2 separate regions of the Sus scrofa genome follow, and region 1 is linked to region 2. The links are chromatin contacts, called in public Hi-C maps. All regions are on one chromosome and are shown on one strand. The core of a region is the stretch at or near the end of the contact, and the rest is flanking DNA. Distances in the headings are between cores, read along the strand shown. Region 1 has its middle 240 kb from the start of QKI. Region 2 has its middle 500 kb from the start of QKI.

Region 1 (6,763 bases), core at 610-3,109, 250 kb before region 2:
TCCTTAACTTTGAAGCATGTTTCATGGCTTCTATTTCTGTGGAAAAGGGAAGAACAGATATTACCTTGGAGCTAAGAGTCTCTGTCATAATCCTCCCTTTTGGTAACTCAAATATCCATGTACTTTCTTTTTGTCTCCATACAGAACACATTCGCACCTTCTTAAGAAAGAGAACCTGCAACTCCAACCCACTTATGGCATCCAGCCCTTCTGCTCAAAGCCCTCTATAAGCAGGATGTATAGGCAGAATAACCTTAGGGACAACTCCCACTGGACAAAGGAAGACTGAGGAAACCCACAAGAATTACTGATCCATTGCGATGCTCAATTCTGCTGGAGACAAAGTGTGGGCTGGCCCTTGGCCACAGCTGGTTCTGCTCTCTGGAAGGAACCGGCTCCTTCGCCCACTGGGCTCTCTGGGTGGTTCAATTTTGCCCTTTATCCTCCAAGGCCACATGTAAAGTGGATACTGCAGACAGTGTCCTTTTGAAAGACCAGTGGCTTTGTGGTCCACTTCCCACAGGTTTGGAGAATCCTCCTGTACAGCACAGGGAACCGTGTACAGTCTCTTGGGTTAGAACATGCTGGAAGAGAGAATGAAAAACAGAATGTGTATATATATGTGTATATATATGTGTATATATATGTGTATATATATATATATATATATATATATATATATATATATATATGGCTGGGTCACTTTGCTGTACAGCAGAAACTGAAGGACCATTGTAAATCAACTACACTTTAATAAAAAATTTAAAAGAGGATTTTGAACTGGCTGAATGGTCACAGTTGGGTTTCTGTGGCAATGGGATTCACTCAGAGACTTACAAATCTTCCAGTCCACTTCCTCTGTCCAGCATGCACGAGCCAATAGCCAGGGATTGCGTTTGGACAGTTGTCAGCTTGATATCTTTGCTTACCCCCTCCCTCCTCCTTCCTCCTTGAGAACGTCTGAAAAGAAAAGGGCTTGGTTGGAAGGCAGCACCCTTTCTGTGACTCTGCCTGCTGGGCTGGCTCCCCTGCTCTGCCTGGGAGCCCTTAAGGAGAGGTAATTGAATCAGGATTGGGGTCGCAGTCTTCTGTTCCGTCGAGGCTCTCTCTCTATAGGGCCACCTGCTACCGCAGCTTCATCTCGGGTCGCAGAAGCCTTTGGCATTTTCAACTCTTCAAAGCTGCAAGGGACCTGACCCTTACTGAATCCAGATTGCGGGCTGCAGCTGAGTTCTTGCCCATCCCTGGTTCCTTGTCTCTGTTTTGTAAAGCTTTGCTGAAAGGGGCAGCGAGTGACAACATGTCTCAGTGGATCATGCTCTGGCTACCGGGAGGTGCTGGGAACACGGGTTAGTGGGAGCCTGAAGTGAAAAAGGCATCGTCCTGTTGCAGCTCCAGAAGTTCTATTCCAGGGTGGTGGTGGGGGGGTGTCGGTGGGGGGGGTGGTACTGAGAGCAGGAAGAATCGAGGAAACTTATTTTGAAACTGTCTCATAGTCATACAGTGTTTGTACTTAGGTGCTGTGCTGCCTGGAGGGGTTTGGGAAGAGTTGCTGGAGACACAGGAGGGTTTAAATGCTCCCTGGTACCACTGACGCGTCCTCTCTGGGCTCCAGTGAGGGTGCTCGAAACTCCCCCAAGAGGCAGCTGGCTCTGAAGCCTCTGAAGCCTCTTTTTTCGCCCTGTGTCAGTTTGTTTCTCATGGGCTCAGGCCAAGAAGAAGCTGGGCGCAGATCTGTTTTTGTCCTTGAGGGTGAGTGAAGCTTAGCAGAAAAATAAGCTCCTCTCCATATCTCCAAATCTCCTCCCATCGCTAATGCCCGTTGTAACTGGAGCACGACAGCATGAGTCAGGCTGATTCATGATTTTATGGCGAACAAACTAGAACAGATATGGCCCTGCTGGCAGGAATTCAAAGCTCGTATACTTTCCTCAGACCTCTGACTTGAGTAATGAAAATTCAGCTGCTCAATCCAATAGGGATCCAGGAAAACAAGAGAGAGGAAGGTGAAGAGGAAAAGGTAAATTCAATCGTGAAGCCAATGTCAAGCAGAGGGCAAGGTGGGAGCCAGGCCTGAGGTGGGATGATCTTGGCTTCAGGACCAGTGTTTCTTGCTGCTGTCCTGACAGCATCAAGTAAATGTGGTAAATGGAGGCGGCTGCAGGGCAGGGGTCTGTAGCATCAATGGCGAGACAGGCTCCCTCCCTGCTCCCCACCCCGCCCCCCGCCCCAAAGGGCTGAGAGTTCCAGCCATCGCTCTGTGGGCCACCGTGGGTTCTGGCACTGCTCAGTTCTGCTCAAGGATCAGGTTTCCTCGGCACAGATCAGGTCCTCCGAGCCTCAGCCTCTGGAGCTGTGGAGACACAGCACTTTCATTTGTGCACCATCAGCTTCGACCCTGGCCAACAGGCTTTAGACTGGATCTGACCCGGTCTTTATTCTTGGGCAGATTGACTTTTCTTTCAAGACAGGAAGGTCTTGCAACTCCAGAAGCTCAATCCTCTGCTCTGGTGGAAAGCCGTTTGTCAGGAAGGCATGTGTATATGTGCCAAGGGTTCAAATCAGGGTCCAAATCCACGTCCGTGGCAGGAGGCACCACCAGCTCACAGCAGACATGCAGGTTCCATGGCCCTGAGCTGGATCCCTGAGCCATTTCACTGTTGACTCCCAGCCTTAGGAGTGACATATTTCAGGAACCCTTAAACAGAAACATTGGTTATGCTGTGGATTTAAAACAAAACAGAGAGACGGCTTAACTAAGGTCCTTCAAACGCCCCAAGGCGGGAAAACGTGGTTTCATTCTAAAGCCTGCATCCTGGCCCCACGGAACTGGAGTCTGGTTGGAGCGATGACATGGGCACATTAAACCACAAAACCAAAAACTGAGGCAAGGCTTTGCCAGACTGTGTGTCTGGTGAAAATGATAGGCGAGAGCAAGGCCTCAGCCGATGTTCTGGGTTGGGGTGCAGAAGGCAAGCTCTAGGGCCCACGTGATGGGGTTTGTCCCCACTTGGTGACTAATTAGCAGCAACCCAGGCAGGTTAACTGTCCTCTCTGTGGCTCAGTTTCCTTTACTGTGGATGGAGGTGATGAATGGTACCGACAAGGAGCATTACATTCCTTCTTCGCCCAGAGCACTTGGAGAAGCGTCTAGAGTACAGTCGGCACCCCGGTTTATAGGGTAAGCTGGTCATTCCCTTTTCATAGACAGTAGCGCTTGTAGAAATTCAGGGGAATGAGCAGTCCCACCTGCTCGGGTTCAACAAGGAGGAGGGGTAGGTGTGAGTGGAGCCATGGGCGATGGTAAGATTTGGGTGGAGAAAACAAGAGAGGTGTTGCTGGCGGGAAAACTGCAACAACAAAGACTGGGAGCCTTGTTGGGGTTGGGGTGGTAGGATCCAGGACTATGTGGCCACCTACCCCTCCTGGTCCATTCTTCTGGGGTGAGAAGCTGGTCTGGATGGCTGCTGAGGACGAATCAGAAAAGGCTGTAGCACCTTATCATCAAATCCCGCTGAGCCCTGGGAATGTGAGGTGGGGTCATCTGTCAGAGAGAAGCGGCCAGCTCTGGCTTTACTTTGGAGAGAAAGGAGAAACTTTGCGAGCGGGACATGGTGGAAGGGAAGGACAATGGTGTCACAGTGCCACCGTGGGGACAGAGTGACAGCTCACCATAGCTGGACTCACATCAACACTGGGTGTTCTGAGGGAGTCACGGAAAGACTCTGAAGCCTCGAAGATCTTTCTCACCAAGACGCTTTCGTTCCATCATCCCTTACGCACTTCAGCTTGCTCCCTTTGCTGAGCCATCAGGGAGGTCCGTGCTAACCCCACTGTATCCTGAGTCCTGCCCCCCGCTGGGTTGAGATGACTTCTCTTCCTCCTACTGTGGGACCCTTCCACCTGCACAGAGACGAACACTCCCATCTAGACCTATGGCCTCCATGCGACACCTACATCCTCATGGTTTCTGGGCTCCTCCACCAGACAGAGATCCACAACCATCCCTGGTAGCAGGATGGCTCCTTTTCAGTGAACCTTCAGGCTATAGTCCATGCAGAGTTTTCTTGGCTTCCTGGGGGACAGTGGATGCTAAGTAGCCAGGAGTGTTGGGCCAGGACTGGACCTGAATTGAACCCTGAAGTATACCAGACCTTGAAAGTTAGATTTCAGAATCGAATTTTTGGTTGAAAATACTTAGGGTACCACATCCAACATGGAATTATACTGTGATGGCTGCTCAAGCCCTCACTGGTCACAGATATCTGAAAGTTCCAGAAGGTTCCTTTGAATGCCAGAGAGAAGACTGACTCCTTAAGGAGCATCCTTGGAGATACTGGAATCTTTGGAAGGTGGGAACCAGGCCTGATGAAGACGTTCTGCCTGTGACATCAACCACAGACATTCTGGAGCAGCCCGTGCAGCCTTCCGGTCCACCCATGAGTTCATTTATGTGCTCTACTGGCCTCCGTGGGTGGCAGTTTTCTATTAAAGTAATGGAGCTGCCTCTCAGATGGAAGAATGTGTTTTGATTGGAACATGGTTCTTCAGTCTTAAGAGCAGGAAGTTAAAGATTGACCAGGTACTCTGAATTGGCTTAAATAAGCAGACTGGACCCCCCTCACCTGACCGCTCAGAACCCCGTGAGCTCTCAAACACGCAGAGGAGGGATGACGTGGAAGGTGGTTCTGTCCCCAGCTCTTAGGAGCCAATCATTTAAGGCATATTCAAGCTTTCATAGGTCTTGGTTGTTCTTGGGATTAAAAACAAGTTAGACAGTGGATTTTGAGTATATGGTCTCCAATGCCCTAATTTATCTTGAAGGGAGAGAAACGATCCAATAGGAATGGAAATCGACAAAAAGGCTGCCTTGAATCCATCTGTTAATCAGCGGGGATATATTGGCAAAGTGATTAACTCTGCTGCAAGATCATGGTTCTGGCCAATTCTATTTGCAGTCCGAGTAAGGGTGGCAGGAAAAGTGTGTTTCTTTTCTTGCTTAAGAGTTAGACACGTGCACACATTTCACATACGGGGGCAAAGGGCAGGTGTCTGGGGAGGGGTAGTTTGCCTCGCTTGTTTATTCTTTGAAAAATTCAGTGTCTGTTATGTCCAAGACACAGGTTTCCGCATTTTGGACACACACACTCCAGACACACGCGCACAGAGACACATACACACACAGACCCAAAATTATACCCTGCTCTCAAGAAATTTTACATGGAAGCTTCTTTGATCTTTTGAATGACTATATCACATCAATTTAAAACAGTTTAGTTTGGGGCAAGGAAATGATCTGTCTCTGGGGAGACGGGCAAAGACTAGAAGACGGATACGAAGACCATCTATTAACAACTCTCCAGGCTTGTATTTGAAACTCCTCCAAGTTAATAACCATCACTCTTCTCCAAACCCGCCCCATGCTCCTATTGGATTACATAATAGACCTCAATAACTCTAAATGAGCTATTATATTCTGCCATATAATTATATATTTAGGACACATGTATGGTTAAAAAAAGAAATCCACAGAAAAACACTGAAACAAATTGCAGAGCAATTTCAGTGACTGATTATATTTAAGCTGTAGTGTGTCAGCTGTTCTCATTTTTTTTTTTTCCAGAGTTTCCAAATCGCTAGACAATACTCCAGAGCTATCAAGTGCTGGTCTTTATTTTGGAATCAAAGTCATTTTGGAAATGTGAAAAGCCTGCTTCCCTGATCTTTTCTTTTCGAGACTCATAAAATATAAAAAATAGTACCTCATTTATTTTTCTTGGCCAAGCCGTTTATCTACGTGTCCTATTCAAATAATAAGAAGTAAAATAAAAGCAGTTGTCATTTACTAAGCTCTTACTTTTTGCCAAGTACTGCGGCATGTATTTCTTATCTTTTTTAAACTTTTTTTTACTTTTATTATTATTATTATTTTGCTTTTTAGGACCACAACTGTGGCATTTGGAAGTTCCCAGACTAGTGGTTGAATCGGAGATAGAGCTGCTGGTCTACACCCCAGCCACAGCCATGCCAGATCTGAGTCACGCCTGTGACCTACAACGCAGCTCAGAGCAACACCGGATCCTTAACTCACTGAGCGAGGCTGGGGATGGAATCTACATTGTCACGGATACTAGTTGGGCTCCTAACCCACTGAGCCACAGTGGGAACTCCCCCACATCCTCTCATCTAGATCTTCACAGCAAACTTAGGAATAAGCCAGGAGTCCTGTAAAGACCCCAAAGTATAAAGTATCTTGTTTAAGGACATGTGGCTCAGACATACTGAAGTCCTGGTTAAAACTGGGCTGCTTAGTCCTTTCTTACAATTTTTAGCAACAAGGACAGCTAATGTATTTTCATGTTGTATTTTCACACGCGGTGTCTCACCGACTCTCAGACAATGTGCAAGTATGGATTTTGGTATTATTCCCACTTTACAAACAGGGAAGCTGCAGGTCAGAGACACTGGGATTTGCCCAAACACAGCACACTTCCCCAAAGGGCTGCAGAGGCCACACCGTGGGTAAAGCAAAGCCAGCATGAAAACTGGGCCATCTGACTCCAACTCTAGTGCCACTCACAATTCTATACTGAAGAAACAAAACAAATGTACAAGACAGACAGACACACATTTATGGCAGCAGGAGAGTCTTCCCCTGGTCCCCAGCATCCGTCAGGGTGGAAAGGAATGTTTGCTAACATCAGCACCGTGTAGCCCACCACCCTGGGCACCTGCGCGGGAGGCTGAAGGGGTGCGGATGGAA
Region 2 (7,077 bases), core at 320-2,819:
AGGGGTTTATTTTGTATATAAACAGCAATATTATAGTTTTTTTTTTTTTCTACGAATAGAGTCCTCTTTAAGATTAGAAAATGAGAATTCTCAGGAGTTCCGTCGTGGCTTAATGAACCTGACTAGCATCCATGAAGATGAGGGTTCAATCTCTGGCCTTGCTCAGTGGGTTAAGGATCTGGTGTTGCTGTGAGCTGTGGTGTAGGTCACAGATGTGGCTCGGATCTGGCGTTGCTGTGGCTGTGGTGTAGGCCTGCATCTACAACTCTGATTGGACCCCTAGCCTGGGAACCTCCACATACTGTGGGTGCAGCCCTAAAAAAAAAAAAGCAAATGAGAATTCTCATCGTGGCTCAGAGGATTAAGAACCAACACAGTGTCTGTTGTGAAGATGCAGGTTGAATCCCTGGCCTTGCTCAGTGGATTAAGGATTAGGCATTGCAGTGAACCATGGTGTAGGTGGCCCATGTGGCTCAGATCTGGTGTTGCTGTGGCTGTGGTGTAGACCAACAGCTACAGCTCCAAGTCAACCCCTAGCCCAGGAACTTCCATATGCTGCAAGTATGACCATTTAAAAAAAGAAAAACTAGAAAAATGATAGGCCCCTATTTAAAAAAAAAAATAAATCACACTTAAGAAGGATCATATGCACCTTTTCATTTGTTTGCTTCTCACTAGATTTTTACGTTTTTGGACTCACAACATATTTTGTTGTTTTTATTGCCTGTCCATAAGAAGCTTTTCCAAATCGTAATAGATTTTCATGTACTTATTCATTTTAATAGTCGTGTGCGGGCCTGTGGAGAAGACATCATTATCCTTATTTTGTAAATGAGGAGCCAGGCTCAGAGGCTATGACTTGCCCCAGTCCCTCAGCGATATCATTTCGGGAGCAGGACTTCCCCCTAGGAGTGTGTGTATATGTGTGTTTACCCGGCACAGAGTTTCTACGGAAATTTAAACTTAAAAGAGAACTGATTTCACATGGATTGAGGTATCCCTCTGCGTTTCCCCCCTATTTTTTTCTTGTGTAGTTATTTACGCATATTCCCATTCCCAAATCTGCCTGCCCTCTTCATCTTTCTCGTTAGTGAAAGCTCCATACCCATCCTTGATTGGACTACCAGCAATACAGATGCAGAACCACTAGAGAGCTATTATTTCTCTGACACCTAAGCATACAATTTGGCGGACCGAGTGTTTATGAAGTTTTTCTTACCCGGCTTGGAATTTTCCTGTATCTGTTGATGACATGCACATTGTTTCCCTCAGCATGCAGAAAATCCAAATGTAATTTAGGGAACATTTCTTAGAAACATCCAAATGTACTGAAGGTTGTCACATTCGATGCATAACTTGAAAGTTTTATTTTTCTCCCCTGTAAAATGTAATTCTCCAGGCATCCCGTGCTCAGGAAAGATCCCTATGCGTTGGAACTAAGTACAGTTTTACAGCAGAGGTTAGAATTCTGGGTTTCATGCTCTATCCATTGGCTTCACTCTGTTTCACACCCAAAGATGATGTCATGGCCAGTTGCCATATGCTCGCTTTCAACCAGCCAGAGATCCAGGGAACACACGAAATGGCCATGGGTGACTCATTCCCCTGCAGGAAGTGGTAGAGTCTAGCAAACCCTACTGCCAAAGGCTGGGAACAGAGGAGGTGCTATCTCAACCTCATCCTTCTTCTTAGGTCTGCCCTGAGTGAGACACCAAATGCTTCCGTGGACTAAGATTAACTCGGGGGTTCAGTAAATCTTGGCTCCTCGCTGTGGCTCTGTTGTTAATTCACCAAGAAAGTCCCGTAAATTAGTCTAGCTTTTGGTGTCCTAATGCTTTTCTCGTGTAAAAAATGAGCCCAGTAACAATGTCTATGCTATGAATTTTGCAAATGAAAGTTTTTCTAATGCGAGTCTTTGATGTATTATCCTGCTTACCAAAGGGAAGTCGGGAGTTCAGGAGCCCTTGACAAAATATATAATGTGTCTGGGTCTATCACTGAATGGAATGGCTGCTCACTCCCACTCCCTGGGTGAGTCTAAGCATTGTGTCCCTATTTTTAAGCCTGTAAAATGGAAGATCACTAACTTTAACTAATCAAACTTGTAAACTCCCATTTATTCCACTAACAATTACTGACCAAGTGCTCATGCCAGTGGGCTGCTGGGTACCGAAAGAAAGAACTTGCCTCCAAAACTTAAGAGACCATGACCTAACTGGCAACAGAGGCATAAGACAAACAATACAATATAATACATTTTAAACTTTAATGCAATATGACACTTTCTAAACTCAATACAAGTAAAATGCTCTTGAAACCAGGAAGAGGGAGAATTAACTCTCCCTGAGGAGCCTGGTTGGAAGTAACCAGTGGAAGATAGCTGGCTGTGTAGACAAGGTGAAGGAGAGTGTCCCAAGGAGACGGAATGAGCTGGTGATAGGGTGGGGGCATGACATCTGCCCTGGGGTGGTTGATTGAGCCAGCTGGTAAATTACCTTCAGCTTTATATTTATTTCCATAGACTGAAGTCTTGAATCATCCGAGGTGTTTATGTGGGAAAGTAGCATGACCAGAGCGGGCATTCCAGAAACACATCTGTGGGGCAGAATGCAAGGAGTTTGGAGGAGAATAGTGTTTGAATCTGGGAGGCCGGTTTGAAGGCTATTGACGTAGTGATACATCATCACCTTGACAATGCCAGAAAACACTGTATTTGGTAGGTACCAAATCAGCTACGTGAAATCAGATCCTTGTAGTCCATCACATCCTCAACTGGCCAAATCCTTCCAACCCCTAGCTCACTGTATATTCTTTCTGCCAGCACAGAAGACAAAGCCTTGGTCCTCTACCATTACTGTAATTCCCTGTAGTGGTGAGTAGGAAAAAATCATATCTGGACATTATTCCAAGTTCCTATGTGTTCCATTAACTCTAGAATCCATGGTTTACTGCTGTGACTTGGGTAACCACTTACCTCTCTAACAGAGGTCTAGCTTGTGCTCAGTTTTAACCTGGACTTGCAGAGGTCTCTCTGATGGTGCCCCCTGGCTCCCAACCCCCAACATCCACCCTTCACATACACCAAACAGATATTATTAGCAATTACGTTTTAATTCTGTTTCTGGATTGTTTGAATTTTCAAGATCTTGTGGTTGGTTTGCAGCCTTAAGGAATACAAAGCACTATGGGCTATTAGCTGACAGGTTTTTTTTTTTTTTCTTTTTTTTTCCCTTCAGAATTGTTTAACAAATTGCATTTACATAAACTGTCAGGCATCCCAAAGTGTTTAACAGAACAGAAGCTACTACAGCAAGTCCAGCTTCTTTCAACATGTATGGTCAGTGATATTCCCTTGGTTGTGATGGGTTCCTCTCCTAGTGCATCTTTAAAGATGTGCGACTGGCCTTATGCACTTAAAAAAGAGAGAGAAGTCGTTTGGGCAAAGCTTCTAGTCTCTGATTTATTTCTTAAGGTGGAAACCCTGAGAAGAGCTGTGTCTGTGGCTATAGCTGATTCTAGCACATGCTCTGGCCACTGAGAGTTGCTCCCAACAGGCAGCACAGTAACTGCAAACCCTCTTGGCATTTCTTTTTCTTTTTTTCCTCTTTTTAGGGCTGCACCTGCAGCATATGGAAGTCCCCAGGCCAGAGGTAGAGTTGGAGCTGCAGGTGCTGGCCTAGACCACAGCCATGGCAACTCGGGATCCGAGGAGCACCTGTGGACTACGCCACAAGTTGCAGCAATGCCAGATCTTTAAACCACTGAGCGAGCCCAGGGATCAAACCCACATCCTCATGGATACTAGTTGGGTTCTTAAAGTGCTGGGCTGCAACAGGAACTCTGGCATTTCTTTTTAAGTTTTCCTTAATTTTTTTATAGGCTATTGGAAACTTCTTTAGTATACAGTGGTACAGTTGGACTCCTTTGGCCCACCTTTCATTTGTATTTTTACTGATGTTTCAAATTTTAGCTTAAAAAAATAGCAAAACAAAGATGTTTCCCAAATACACTCATCTAATTATCTAAATGCAGTGTTTCTCTTTAAATGCGTGTCAAGTTTTTTGAGTCCCTGATTTGCTTCTTTTGTTCCCTTTGAAGAATGTTCACACGATGTAATTACCTTCACTAATTCCTCAGTGCTGATATGGTTACAGCTTTATTTTGTATTTTTATGGAGTTCATTTTGCCCTTTTTATGACCAGTTTTCCATTTTCTTGGAGTTATTGAGCAGAGTACATTGATTATGCAAAAATCTTTCGGTCTCTATCACATTTATATTTTGTTCTAAATGACATTGTTAAAATTCATAAAATTGGTCTATATCAGTTCCTTACTGATTGAAAAAAAGAATGGATCACTTCAGCATGTTCAGAACATTTGCAACCCTAGAGATTGTTTTCTGAGCACAGAATGTATTCAAGAGCCTAAGACATCCTCGGAGGTACAAAGATGAAAACAGCTGAGTTATTTCCATTCACTCTACTTTTTGGAGTAATGAAATAAACCCAGAAATAACATGAATAGTAAAGTGATGAATTGAGAACTAGAAATTTTTTTTGGCTTTCCTCATCCAAGACGCTCATCATTTGAAGGTGGCTTATTATAAATTTCCATGTCATTGGTGAATATTGTTCAAAGTAAAAAATAAAGTATAATATCCAGATCTATTGGGCAAAACCAATGGTATGACATTGTACTTTAGAGCCATAGATATTTTTATTCATGATGCCTCTTTCTTATTACCCTTATATTTCATCCTCAGTAGGGCCCATATTTAAGCACATAAGAGCCTTAAGAAATGCAAATGCTTTGAAGTTCATGGCCATGTAAGAGCTCTAAGGCTTCGGGTCATGAGAAGAAATCTCATCTTTCCATGGCGGTAAAATGTACCTTAGACCAGCTCACTGTTTTTGGTAAGTAGGCAGGGCTTCCGGAAGCTTCTGGTGGTTCCTACTGATTTTCCTGCCCCACCACCTACTGTTCAGCACCCATGTCTCCCAGCCTTTTAGTCTGTAAAATTTCTGATCCATGAGAGCAAATCACAGGGGAAAAGGTGAAGTTATAAATCAGGGAGCAGGGCAGAGGGGTGGGGCAAAAAATGATGCAAATACTTGCCCAAATTATGCCCATGACCCCAAAATGCACAGGTATAAATGGCTGGGCTGTCTTTTTCATATTCCTAAATAGCGCCTTTAGCGAAATCCTTGTGAAAATGACTGAGCGAGACTGTCTACGGTTTGCATTGGAAAAGCTTTTTTTTTTTTTAAAGACCGTTAAAACTATTTTTTAAAGGCAAAATAGTTTTGTTTGTGGGATTTAACCAACATCAAGATGCTGTTTTGAAATCGGTTTAAACACATTCTAATTCATGATAAAGAGGAGCAATTCCAGCATGAGGCCAAAGATTCCTAGACCGAATTATTTTTGTGTTTTAAGCAAGTTCCCTGACCTTGGTGTCTGGAGCCCGCTGGAAATCTTAGTGGCCTAACCTTCTCTGGGCCTTTTGGGCTGTGTGGAGGGCACTCCCACCTGCTCCAATGGTCAAGTTATGTATTTCTTCCCAACTCTGTACTCAGTGACCTCACATGGGGTTTGAAATTGGCCATGGTTGGAGTGTTTATACTACAGATGTTGGAAAATTCTACAAATCGCAATTTTATTCCCTGGATTAATATTAAATATTTGCCAGAATATCTGTATTTATATATTTTTCTTTTTTGGGGGACCATACCGTTAGCATACAGAAGTTCCCTGGCTTGGGGCTGAATCGGAGCTACAGCCACAGCCACAGCAACACGGGATCTGAGCTGTGTCTGCAACCTACATCACAGCTCATGGCAACATGGATCCTTAACCCACTGAGTGAGGCCAGGGATTGAACCTGTGTCCTCGTGGATACTAGTCAGGTTCATTACCACTGAGCCACAACAGGAGCTCCATGTTGCTAGATATTTAGGACACTTCTGTCTGAAAACTCTGGGGTGGTCTGCGTCTATGGAGCAACTTGCTTTTAGCTCTTAGTTGCCACTAACTCTTTGACCTAAACTCCAGAGAATCGGATTTGGTCTCCGAGCCCTCCGTGCTGGGTTGGATGGGCTGTGGGTCTGGGGAGTGGCAGATGTGGGTTTCTGATGACTCTGTGGCTCTGTCTCCTCGCTTTCAGCAGGACGCTGTTATTCCACCCAGATCCTCATGCTGGCTGCTGGAAACAGCCAACCTTCCTTGGGTGAGGAAGGCTCAGAGCAGTGGAACCCTCTCCCCATGGCCACGTTTTCCAGTGAAAGGTGAAAGGGAAAGGTCCCTTTGTGGGAAAATGTTATTATTTTCTTAAGTTATGCTGTTTTTTCCCCAGTCTGCCTTTGGCACACAGTTTACAGTATACATGTAGCATTCATTCCAACAAGCACTTCCCTGGGACAAAATGAAATCCAGGAGAGTATAGAGTATGTGGGAGAAACATCTTTACATGACACTGACTTATAACGAAATCACAATGCTGGATGAAAACCATCTCATTCTCAGAAGCATCCACATTTATGGGAAAATGAGAGTGCAGTGCCCTTGTCTCATATAGAGTTTCTTTACAGAGAGAGTTTTGGCGTTTCACTAAAGGAATGGTAAAGGTTTGACTGCTTGACTGGTGAAATGTTGTGTGTGTGTGTGTGTGTGTGTGTGTGTGTGTGCACATGTGAGGGTGTTTTACACACAAACTCTCCTGAGGCTTGGGAAGGAATAAATTGTTCCACCCTCCTGCAAATGTCATAATTTATTAGCCACTTGCACCTGCCGTGCTACAGATTTCTTTCCCAGTGGAAATAAACACCCCTCCAAGCAGCCACCCTCTCTGGTGCCTAAGGCAAGAGTGAAAAGCTTTGTGTGTCCACTTAGTCTGTTTTTTATTTCTGACCCTCTTGTCAGGGTACTTTATTTGTCATCTTTCCCACTATTCTGGCTAAAGTGGTGCTGCTTTCCGTTAGAATCAGAAGTTTTTTTTTTATCTCTTTATAACCTAATTTGTAAGTGTTTAAAACACTGTTTTGAGGGGGAAGATGGGGAGGGCAAGATGGGAAAAGAGAA

Evidence for each region. A called contact is a pair of places that touch in the nucleus more often than the background predicts.
Region 1: a contact with region 2 is called in a Hi-C map of embryonic fibroblasts, with 2.5 times the contacts expected there. The contact joins two enhancer-like sites. A contact is called at or near these places in 5 of 47 Hi-C or Micro-C datasets (embryonic fibroblasts, heart right ventricle, liver and 2 more) and 1 of 2 datasets of contacts at active chromatin or transcription factors (skeletal muscle).

What each region holds. Positions count from the first base shown.
Region 1 is chr1:4,637,122-4,643,884 of Sscrofa11.1, reverse strand. No RefSeq gene overlaps it. Among named protein-coding and RNA genes, the nearest start is that of QKI, 240 kb to the left of the region's middle. Within about 2 kb of position 1,859, at least 7 of the 83 cell types and tissues checked have an H3K27ac peak or open chromatin away from gene starts, as enhancers often do. A contact at or near this core is called in embryonic fibroblasts, where this site is marked.
Region 2 is chr1:4,383,008-4,390,084 of Sscrofa11.1, reverse strand. No RefSeq gene overlaps it. Among named protein-coding and RNA genes, the nearest start is that of QKI, 500 kb to the left of the region's middle. Within about 2 kb of position 1,569, at least 4 of the 83 cell types and tissues checked have an H3K27ac peak or open chromatin away from gene starts, as enhancers often do. A contact at or near this core is called in embryonic fibroblasts, where this site is marked.